2 separate regions of the Callithrix jacchus genome follow, and region 1 is linked to region 2. Evidence: chromatin contacts called from public Hi-C data. All regions are on one chromosome and are shown on one strand. Each heading gives the region's core, a stretch centred on a gene start, on an enhancer-like site or on the middle of the called end of the contact. The rest is flanking DNA. Distances are from core to core; before and after follow the strand shown.

Evidence for each region. Hi-C and Micro-C count contacts between places; a contact is called where the count stands out from the background.
Region 1: a Hi-C map of induced pluripotent stem cells shows a contact between it and region 2, with 2.9 times the contacts expected there. The contact joins the enhancer-like site here to the promoter of VARS2 in region 2. A contact is called at or near these places in 2 of 3 Hi-C or Micro-C datasets (induced pluripotent stem cells and skeletal muscle).

What each region holds. Positions count from the first base shown.
Region 1 is chr4:35,884,604-35,890,088 of calJac240_pri, reverse strand. No RefSeq gene overlaps it. Among named protein-coding and RNA genes, the nearest start is that of MUC22, 46 kb to the right of the region's middle. Within about 2 kb of position 3,823, at least 2 of the 16 cell types and tissues checked have an H3K27ac peak or open chromatin away from gene starts, as enhancers often do.
Region 2 is chr4:35,705,671-35,711,956 of calJac240_pri, reverse strand. VARS2 (valyl-tRNA synthetase 2, mitochondrial) reads right to left here and starts at 2,301. Exons shown (of 29, transcript XR_013533899.1): 1 at 2,217-2,301; 2 at 1,535-1,767; 3 at 1,332-1,413; 4 at 1,115-1,215; 5 at 704-825; 6 at 524-590; 7 at 332-429. It overlaps GTF2H4 (general transcription factor IIH subunit 4), which reads right to left. Exons shown (of 12, transcript XM_078368551.1): 5 at 5,551-5,662; 6 at 5,325-5,393; 7 at 5,061-5,144; 8 at 4,388-4,520; 9 at 4,089-4,219; 10 at 3,394-3,441; 11 at 3,159-3,237; 12 at 2,459-2,756. The coding sequence ends at 2,584.

The DNA of each region.
Region 1 (5,485 bases), core at 2,574-5,073, 180 kb before region 2:
CAACCTCCATCTCCCAGGTTCAAGTGATTCTCCTGCCTTAGCCTCCTAAGTAGCTGGAATTACAGGTGTGCACCACCACTCCTGGCTAATTTTTGTATTTTTTAGTAGAGACAGGGTTTCACCATTTTTCCAGGCTGGTCTTGAACTCCTGACCTCAGGTAATCGTCCCACCTCAGCATGAGCCACCAGGCCTGGACAAGAATAAGTGATTTAGTCTTGAATTACAGATTTCACTGAACATCTACAGCTCTGTCTATGATGTCCTGTACTTGCTCAGTGGGGCCAGTTTTCCCCATTCCAAGATGAAAACGTGGACAGTACTGAGACTGTTCTGATCTCTCTTAGGTCCTAAAGTTATTTTATATGACCAAACACAACATCAATTCAGAAATGCAGCATTTAATTCCAAAGTTAAATATCATTTCCTCCAGCAAGGCCTCTGCCAGCATGGGAAGATGCAAAATGGGGAAACAGGTCCTCAACCTTATGCTTTTCTCCCTCTTCTGTCTTGCTAATGGTGGTTTCTAAGCCTCCAAGGTTGAGTAGAATGGGGAAAGGCTGGGGGAAGGAGGGGTCTGGGGCATGGAGCAGGCGTGGTTTACAAGAGGGCTTTGCATTCCCTGGAACTGGCAGGTGCTTACAGGCGATTCTTCCTCCTAGGGTGCTTCTGCAGGGATTCCTCACTCCTAATGCCAAGCGGTTGCAAATGAGGCTTTCCATCCTCAGTTTATTCCTCCCACATTCCATAGGAATGCAATAATCACTCAGCTTTTCTCTGCTGAGGCCTGTTTATGCCTGTAGGTGGCCACATCAGACAGGATTAGCTCCACTCCACAGGGGCTTGCTCCTAGCACCTAGTCTGCTGGAAACACTTACACAGCCTTGCCCTGAAAACCTGGGATAAAGGTCCCCAGTGCATTCTCCTTTCCTACACTCCCACCACCAGGGCAGAAAAACAAACCACTAGGTTTGCAGACAAATGTCAGATGCCAGCCCATTGTAGGTTGTCCAATGGGAAGGGGGAAGCTTTATGCTGGACAGCAGAAAAAAAGATTTGAAACTATTCTGAATTCGATGTTTATATACATAAAATGATATTGCTTACTTAATACCTGAAGGGAACAAGAAAAACTCTGGAGATTTCTTGATCTAGTGACATGAAAGAAAGATGGGGCCACGTGAAGTGACTCATAACTGTAATCGCAGCACTTTGGGAGGCTGAGGCTGGAGGACACCTTGAGTCCAGGAGTTTGAGGCCAGCCTGGGCAAGACCTCATCTTTACTTTAAAAAAAAAAAGCTGGATATAGTGGTGCACACCTATGATACCAGTTATTTGGGAGGCTGAAGTGGGAAGATCACTTCAGGTCAGGAGTTCGATACCAGCCTGGCCAACATAGTGAAACCCTCCCTCTACTAAAAATACAAACATTATCCAGGCATGATGGTGAGAGCCTGTGATCACAGCTACTTGGGAGCCTGAGTTGGGAGAACTGTTTGAACCCAGGAGGTAGAGTTTGCAATGAACCAAGATGGCATCACTGCACTCCAGCCTGGGCAAAAGAGTGGGACTCCATCTCAGTAAAAAAAAAGAAAAGAAAAGAGAGAGAGAGAGAGAGAGAAAGAAAGATGGGACCATTGGTTGCCATGGACACTGTTTCCACAGCTACTTTGCTGTTTTGATTGTGTATTGTTTGAAGGGCTCTGCTATGAGAAAAATATAACTATTTCTTGATTTAACCATGATAGACAATAAATGGATAAAATCCACTTAATAAATAAAATAAGGCTGAGACAGATTAAATACACTATTAAGGGGAAGAACTAGACTAGAACCCAGGTTTCCTGGCTTTTTATCTGGTGTCTGTTTTCACTCTGTAACTCACTTAGAGTCACAGGATCACTGACTCACAGATTCTGTGTGACAAAGATAAGCAGAAACAAAGTCACTGTAGCAAAATGTCCCTAAAGGCAGGACACCAGCTCACTGCTGTATCTTCAGTGTTGACACCAGTGTGCTTGTCCAGTAATCAGCACTTAATAAATGTGAGTAGAATGAGTGAATTAATTCATTAATGCTTTAGTTGTTTAGTTCATAAGTGAGGGAACAAGCATCTGGAAATGTTAAGTGAATCACTGAAAGCCATTTACAAATATATGTGTGTGTATATACATATATATGTATACATATGTATATATATATTATTATTTTTTTAAATAGAGACAGGGTCTCGCTATGTTGCCCAGGATGGTCTTGAACTCCTGAGCTCCAGCAATCCACTTGCCTTGGCCTCCCAAGGTGCTGGGTTACAGGCATGAGCCACTGCACCCAGCTGAAAGTCATTTGTATTTTGAAGATTATAAGACACATATATTTTTTTCATATCTATCATCTCTTGAATAGGGATGCATCTTGCAATCCATGGCGTGTCATAGTTTAATTTGCTGTGCTTCTCTCTTAGTGATGCATGAAATAATGGTACGTTTTCCAGCAGCGGAGCCTTACATGCAATGAGGAATGGCAGTTGTTTGTGGACATATGCTGTGTCTCATGCCAGTGAGTGCATGGAAAGGAGGAGGTGGGGTGACCCCGTGGGATGCAACACAAGTCAACTTCTCCAGGCCCTCAGAAGTGGCACTCCATTCCAGAGAGGCGCCCATCTCGCAGAGGGCCACTACCCGGTCATTGCCACTAGGAGGCGTACCACAGGCAGTCCTGGGGCCTCTCTTGACAAGTCTATTTGTTGCTATGGATATTGTTTCCATAGTTGCTTTAACTGGCGGCATTTCCCCTCAGTATCCGTTTTTGCATGCTGAATATATATTATAATCCAATCTTCATCCTTGTCAATGTAACAATGTTATCATACCTAGATTTTTCTAATGGGCAGTTTTCATCAATTGTGACTTCATGGTGTTTGACTTTACTAGTGAGTTCTGCTTTTTAAAAATATTTGCAGCCTCCGTGTTCCAGTATACAATACTGCATTATGCCTCAGCTCAATTCCCAAATTGGGTGTCCACTGCAAGCAACTAAGTGCAAGTAGTGAATACTAATCCAAACGAAAGAATGGGTTGGTTGTGGTGTCGTGCTAGAGAAAATTCCTCTGCTCCGCGGTGCATCAGTAGCTCATTTTGCCTGATTACATTTGACTACGTTGCTGGTGGTAAATATCACTGCTGAAAGCTCCATGAATTTCTTAAAGGTCTCCAAAGAAGGTGTGGAACATGAAAGCATTTCACAACATTTGCATGTACATGACAGCAATATTCATTCGCTTCTGCCAGGCATCCTGAAGGCAAAAACTATTTACTTGGCTCCCCACTGTGTCCTCAGAGCCACGTATAGGCTTATATGTCCTTGGAAAGACATGATGGATGATTAAAGGAATCATCCGTGCCACCTCCTCCTCTCATGGGTGGAAGGTAGAAGCTGAAAAAGTCTTCAGGATATAGAAACTCACGAATACCTCGAAGCCAACTTGGTTCAGGGCTGCTGCCTAAAACACTCTGGGTGAGGTCCTGAGTTGAAAATAAAACATCCCTGCTGTGTTCAGTCTTCAAATTCTTTCAAGGGTGAGGCCTGAGAAGTCGCAAATATTTTAAAAAATAGAACTCACAAGTGAAAGCAAATAAATGCCCTAAATGTCAAAATTGATGACACGTTCCCTACCATCTGTCGCATACATGACGATGTTTTTTCTGTGTATCTGCAACTTGTTTTCAGGCTGGGGGCTCCCCAAGAATAGGGACTGTGTCTGGTTTTTCTTGCTTGGCTCAAAACACAGTACAGATTGAAGGAAAGATGCGAGAGCCTGCTGTTGCAAGCCTAAAGAAGAGAAGACTGAAAGACGAAAGTGTTCATGCCTGCGAATGCTTTTTGTAATGAAAGTGCAGAGCAGTGCATCACTTGAGATTCGGCCCAAATGAGATAAAAAGTGAGTGATCCTGGAGCCAGGAAACCTGAGTTTAACTCCCCGCTACCCCCACCCCGCCACTTACCATTTAGGAAGTTTGGGGACAATTTATTTAACAGCTCTGAACGTCAGTCTTTCATTTCTAAGACAGGATAGTTTTCCTATCTCAGAGGTGGTGTGAAGATCAAAAGAAACCACATATGTGACAGCAGCACAAAGTGCCCCACAGCTGTGTCATAAGTCTCAGGTCAGTTACCCCATCCCTTGGGAAGCTTTCCAGGATCTGCACAGGCTGAATGACGTCCCTTCTCTGGGCTCTGCCCCAAAAGCATTCCTTTATTATAGCACTTAGCATGTCGCACTGTAATTGCTGGTTTTCTTGTCCTTGAGGGGAAGAACTACATCATTCACTTCTGTCAGTCTGCTGTCTCTGTTCCCAAAGGAACTCCCAGCACATATTAGGCAGTTATTAAATAAATCATAATTTCCTTGGTTTACAAATAAGACCAAAACAGAAGAAATAGTGCCAAAAGAAAGAATGCATTTATTCATTTATTTCAAAATGTGTATTTTTTTTTTGTTTGTTATTTTTTTTTAAGATGGGGTTTCACCACGTTGGTCAAGCTGGTCTTGAACTCCCGACCTCAGGTGATCCACCCACCTTGGCCTCCAAAGTGCTTGGATTGCAGGCGTGAGACACAACGCCCGGCTCAAAATATGTATTTCATCCAATCTAAGATAGCATTGAATACAAAATGCACCATTACTTATGCCCACTAAGGAGAAAAGAGTGCTACTGACTGGTTCACGATGTGCTATCGCTGTAAGACACATTCCCATTTTTAAAAGTTTCTTGACGTTTTTTAAGGCAGTGTCTCAGGATGTTGTCCAGGCAGGTCTCTAACTCCTAGCTTTGGGCAATCCTCCCACCTCGTCCTCCAAAGTTGCTGGGATTACAGGCCTGAACCACTGCATCCAGTGGACATCTCCATTTTATTTTTATTTTCAATTTAATTTTTTTTTGAGAGAGCGTCTCACTCTGTCACCCAGGCTGGAGCGCAGTGGCACGATCTTAGTTCACTGCAACCTTCACCTCCCAGGTTCAAGTGATTCCTGTAAAATGGAGATGTTGACTGGGCGCGGTGGCTCAAGCCTGTAATCCCTCCACTTTGGGAGGGCGAGGCGGGTGGATCACGAGGTCAAGAGATCAAGACCCATCCTGGTCAACATGGTGAAACCCCGTCTCTACTAAAAATACAAAAAATTAGCTGGGCATGGTGGCACGTGCCTGTAATCCCAGCTACTCAGGAGGCTGAGGCAGGAGAATTGCCTGAACTCAGGAGACGGAGGTTGCGGTGAGCCGAGATCACGCTATTGCACTGCAGCCTGGGTAACAAGAGTGAAACTCCGTCTGAAAAAAAAAAAAGACGGGACTGGACCAGAATGTGCATTCGCAGACATTTTCATGAGAGGTGACACATCCCCAAAAGGCATAAATCCTGTTCAGACACAGTTCCAGAGGGGTGTGCTTGTTTGCCTGTTGTCCTCAATCTGGACATGTGCAAGTTGG
Region 2 (6,286 bases), core at 1,052-3,551:
GATAACATGAGATAACAGACCTGGAAGAATGAGGGTAATTCCATGACAATTGGAACGTAGGAATGGGTGAGTGGAAGAAGTTGAGATTTACACAAGAGAAAGTGGGGTAAGTAGAGAGAAAGAAAAAATGCACAAACACACGAACATTCAAATACATATATAATATACACACAGACACACACACACAAATGGCTTGGAAACGCCACCAAACATTAAGGGGCTCCAGAGCTTCCATCTCTGTGTTGGGACTACAAGTCAGGAGTGATAGTGGTGGGACATAAGAACTCAAATCTGCCATCTGGGCCCCCCTACCCCTGCCCATCATACTCACGCCTCCTTCCACTGCCACACTTCCCTAAGGAAGTCCTCCTGGCTCAGCTCATGTCTCCTCACTCCCCGTTCCTTCCACAGTTGTTTTTCTACTACAGCCTGCAGTTGGATTCAGGGGAAATGAACAGTCAGGTTGGTTTCAGGGAAGAAACTGCTTTCACCCAAGAAAAGGAACATATAACAAAAGACATACTTGTGTAGCGATTCCCGCGTGATCGGAACCAGGGACCCACAGCACTTGATCCCCACGCATTCGATGCCTGCAACAGAAATGCCCTCCCGTGAGCACCTGTGCTTAAATGTTTATCCTCACTCATTCCTACCCTTCCTACTTCCCTTCCAAGAACTCAAGCAGCCTCCACTCCCCTCTCACCAGCGCACGAGGGCATCCTGTATGGCCACCGTGAGTGCGTGGCCGATGTGCAAGGAGCCAGTGACATTGGGAGGTGGGATACACATGGAAAAGGTCTCCCCTGTAGCTTGGGGCAGCTGGGCCTAGAGGAAGAAAAAATGTCAAAGGGCAAGAGAGAATTGGATTGAGGAAACAGCACCCTCTGCTGTCTCCAAAACAAAAAAACTTCAGGGAAGAACTGTCCTGCAAATAACAGGAGGGTGGAGAGGAGGGAATCGCCCAGGGGGAACCTGCCAAGAGAAATCTTTGGAGACACCAGGGCCAGAAAGAAGGCAAAGTCTACAATGTCAGCTCAACTCTGAGGTTCCAGTTGTATTCAAGGGCCACTCTGTCCTGAAGAACATTTAGGACCTCTCCCCACCAGATACGAACCTGATATTCTGGTTTGAAGAAGCCCTCTCGTACCCACCACGGGTACCAGGCAGCCTCAACATATCGGGGGCTGTATGCAGGAGGCAGGGGCCCCGAGACATCTGTGGAGGTAAGGAGAGCTCCACTAACCACTGAACATGTTCCCAAGCTGCATTTCGGCGGGCCAAATGGGTAACACAAATGGGAAAGAAAAGACCTTTTTACTTATTCTACTTACCTTTCTTTTCACCGGGTTTCGTAGGGATTTCATACAATACTACCTCCTTAGGACTCCAGGCCTTAATGGATTCTGCAGGCGACTGAGGAGAAAAAGCAGAAGAGGCTGGGATCCAGTATACCCCAGACATCTGCATTTCAGCGCATCTCGTCCAGCCCCTCCCAAATCTCAGAAACCCAAGAACTAGCTGTCTGACCCCTAACCTTGCTCTCCCCTGCTATCCCAGCCTCTAGAGTCGCCTGCTTCTCTCGCAAGCGCTTCTGTTTGGCTTCACGGTTCCTCCGGGAGATGGGAGATCCATGGGGTTCCGACTGTGTAGAAACGGGATGGAACCTGGGGAGGCCCCATGAGGGCCTCAGCCCCAAAATAGGTGGTCGAAAAGAGGATAGAGACAAATGAGGCATCAGGAGTATTTGGAAAGGGGCTGAGATCTGTTCTGGATAGAGAGAGAGCACATTAGGATACGGGGGTGCAGGAGGCTCACTCTCCTTGTTCCATCTTTCCCGGCTCTGATCAGCACGGGTCTGTTAATCCCTCCCACACCACGTTTCCTCCTGGAGGGCTAGAGTGGCATAGTGTCGACAGACAGTGTCGTGGAGCCACGGAGACCAGGGCTCTTCCGGAGCACGGCCGGAGTGTCTAAACTTGGCCGTAACCACTGACACATGTGAGGGGAGGGCACAGAAATTCAGGGAGATGATGGCCATCAGCGCTCCCAGGAGCAAGCAAGGAGTCCTGGCAGGGCCGCTACGATCTCCGCCAGCCCAGGGGCCTCCTGCAGCGCCCACAGCTCGGCGCGGCCTGGCCTTCCCGCCTATACCAACGCGTTGACCCAGGCTCCGCAGCGCTTCCCACTTCTCAGAGAACGCCCCAGCATGCGCTCACCGCGAGATCCCGCCGCTATCCCAGGGCGCCCCGCGGCTGCAGGGACTGGGGACTCCACCTACCCCGGACCCTGGAACTTGGCCGCGGAGCCGCGCGGCGCATGGGGGCGGGGCTCAGGCCGACGCATGCGCAGCAGCTTGCTTCGGCCTCACCCTCTCCCTCCCGGTCCAACGGCAGTAAACGCAGAGGACGGCGTTCGCAGCGAAGGCAGACCCCACAGGGAGGCGCCTGGGACCGCACTGTTCACTATCACAACTTTATTAGACAAGAAAAGTCCCGACGCGTAAATAAAAAACACCTGAGTTCTGAAGCCCCGCCCCGCCCGGTCCCGCCTGCCGAGGTCCGTCCGGGTCCTAGTCCTGCCCTCTCAGGAGCTGTGTTTCTGCCGCTTCCAAAAGCGCTTGACGTCGCTGTGCCCGGCTGGGGTCACCACCATGAGCCTCTTGGCCGAGTTCTCGAACACCAGCACGCCCAACTCGCGCGCGTGGGCCAGCAGCAGCTCAAAGTCCACTTGCGACAGGAACTGGTTATACAGGACGCCTGGGGTCGGCAGAACGGGAGGGGCGTCGGGAGAAGATGAGAAAGTGAGGTTCGGAGCTCCTGCTGGAAATCCCCCCAGCTCCTTCGTGGCAGCCCTGGAGAGTGGTCTGGGCTTTCCCCCACTGCAGTTCTAGAAACTAATGATCTATGCTTGTCTGCTCAGGGGTTTATCTTAATACCAGTGTGATCGGTCATATTCATAAAGGCCCAATAGAAATTACTGTGAATTATTCCCTCCCCTAGGGACTCACCCCAAAACAAAAAACTCTCTTGCCACCTTTTTTCTCCTATTTCATGAAGTAAAAATTAAAATGCATGTAACGCTTTTACAGCTTATCAACACTGAATTGCCTGCCCATCCTCTGACCAATGACCAAGCCTTGGCCACCAAAAGCGACTCACCCTCGGTGAACCGGAGTCTGTCCCTTTCCAGCTCCCAGAGCCGGATCTGGTCCGTGATGGTGGGGGGGAGCACAGGTGTCTGCAAGGAGCAAGAGTTGGCTGTAGGGACTCAGGAATACTGCCCCAGACTACCTGGCCCTCCGCTCCTTCCCCAGATTTGGATGCCCGTTTTTCTTTTCCATCATCTGTCTCATCACCAGCTGCCAGCCTCTGACATCTTGAAGCCTGCCTGTACCTGTTTGAGCATCACTGGATGGGCCCTTGTCCTTAGGAAATGGATTATCTAGGAAAACAGACAAGAATGGCATGAGGGCTCCAGCAAGAGGACACGAAAGCCATCTGAGCTGTCACCTAATGTCACTGGAACATCAGCTTACTCTAAAAACTCCTAACCGCTGTCATCAACTCCACCCATCCCAGTTCAGCTGTTATCCCAAGTTGCTGCTCCCAGTGGTCACGTCTGCTATTCCTTCTCTGGCACATTTGCCCTTTCCAGTAATGTTTTGCTTTTCTTTCTTTAAAATAGCAACAGCTACTATTTTTTTTTTTAGCACTTATTGCATGGCAGGCGCTGAGCTCAATGCTTTACCCAGATTCTTTCAATGAATTATCCCAACAGCCCTGAGGTGAGAACTGTTACTTACTAGATGAAGAAACAGGCTCACAGAGGCAAAGCAACTAGGTCTAGTGTAAGCAGTTAGGATATGGTGGTGCCACGGCACAAATCCAGAGCTATACCTCCGCCTTCCATTTCTTCCCCATCAAGGGTCTGCCTATTCTCACACCCAAAGCCTTGATTTCTCTTCAAAGACAGACAACTCACCACCACCTATTATAACAGACTCAGGGCTAGCCTTCCATAATGTGACCTGTACCCCATAGCCCAAGTGCAGCCTGTCTTCCTGCTCTACCTCTCCCAAGTAGGAATACCTGCTGGGCTGTGATGCCACTGGCGATTGCCTGCTGCACACTCTCCCGGGTCACCTGCGCCACCACCATATTGGGGAACCGATAGAGCATCTCAGAGAAGAGGGCAATGAGAGCAATCTGCAGCTCCGACTCTGAGCCAGGGATAGAAAGAGGATGAGGAGGCCACCCCCACACCCAGACTCCCTCAAACCGTTCTTTCAAGTGTCAGCTCTGTATGTAAACTGCCAGATAAATGTGAACATAAACTGGCATTCCTCACCCCCAACCTGCTCGCCCAGGGGCCCTCTGTCCCGCCTCACCCGTGTAGGCATACAGTCGGTAATTGGTTTCCACAACAATGAAGCCTGGCTGATGCACAGTGCCCCCAGCTCCAGAGACACCTGATGAGAGATTGATGGCCAGGCGTGTGGGGTAGTAACGCCGAGATTTCCTCTGGAAAGGATAGAAAGGCAGATGCCTTGTCTCAGAAGTCACTGCCTTACATCTTCCTGCCTGAAATATCAGACCCCTCCCAAGACGCAGAACCTCAACCCCCAACTTCTCTCCCCCGAGAGACCCACGTATTCAGTCCTGCTACTTTCCCAAGAGTCCACTCTTTTTTTTTTTTTTTTTTTTTGAGATGGAGTCTTGCTCTGTCACCAGTCTGGAGTGCAGTGGCACAATCTTGGCTCACTGCAACCTCCGCCTCCTGGGTTCAAACGATTCTTCCGCCTCAGCCTCCCGAGTAGCTGGGACCACAGGCTCATGCCACCATGCCCGGCTAAATTTTTTGTATTTTTAATAGAGACGGGGTTTCACCATGTTGGCCAGAATGGTCTTAATCTCTCGACCTCGTGATCCGCCCGCCTCAGCCTCCCAAAGTGCTGGGATTACAGGCTTACACCACGCCCGGCCGACCCCACTCTTTTTAACGGCAAAGGCAACACACCACCCTGTTTCTTCCCTGGAAGCCACTTATTTAGGCACTCATACCTTCCTCTGGAAAACAAGCCCGAACTCACGCAGATGTTGCAGGAAATTCAACAGAGAATCACTCATACCTTCCACAGAGTAATCCTGGGGAAGAGAGGTGACCAGCTGGGGTCCAAAACACAACCCACCTACCCCTAACCTCACACATTCATTCTTTCTCCATCCATCTCTGCTCATTGTGTGTTCGTTCTTATCTTCTTCACTCTACTGCCCCACAACTTGCTCTCCCCTTTGCATCTCCATACCTGTCAGCCCCCTGCTTACCTTGCCCAGAGTAGAGAAGCTGAGCTGGAAGAGGAAGGAAAGAATCTCTACTAGGTCCATGCCCCGGCTCTAGGGAGAAAGAGGCAGAGATAAAGGAGAGATGGGAGGGAGACAATGGGGAGAAAGGGGCAGAGAAAAGAAAATTAGGGAAAATTCATAGGCAGGAGTCTCTCAGTGAGACCTGAGAGGAGCAGAACATGCTGGCAAGCGCCCCCCACCTCCTCACCTGGGCTGTCTGCAGATACTGCAACATAAAGTACCAGAGCTGGGCTGGGGTGTCCAGCAACAGGAACTGGAAGCCAGCAGAAGTAATGCAGGGTGGCTCTCCAGGTTCAGCACTAAGGACAAAGAGCAGGACGATGATGGTGATATGCAGAGAAAGGCTACTATACCCACTTGTCCACTCATGTTTTTTCTGGGTATCTCTGGCTATATTCTACTCAGCTTGCTTTTTCCAGACGATGTCCTCTGATCTTGACCAACCCGAGATACCATTTCTCAGAGACTCAAGGAGATGGCACAGCAGCAAACTGCTGTACCTCTAACTTCCTTACCTCTTCATGAGCCCAGCTTGGCTGAGGAGCTGAGCCAAGTCCTGGCTAACAGCTGCACTGGGGGAGCCCACCATGAAGTGCAAGACCACCTGAAGAACAGAAAGAACAGGGAGACCATGCCCCGAGGGCCATAGGAGGTAGAAGCTAAGTCCCAAGTGCTTACCTCCCATCGCTCTTCAGCGTACTTGTCAAGGGAGGGAACATCCCGGGCATGCTTGTCTGGTCCCAGCTGACTTGTGTCATCAGACCAGGCCTTCCCCCTAGAGCCAGGATGGGCCAAGAGTAAGGACCTCTGACCAGGCACGGTGGCTCACACCTGTAATCCATGTACTTTGGGAGGCCGAGGAGGCAGATCACTGAGGTCAGGAGTTCGAGACCAGCCTGGCCAACATGGTGAAGCCCCATCTC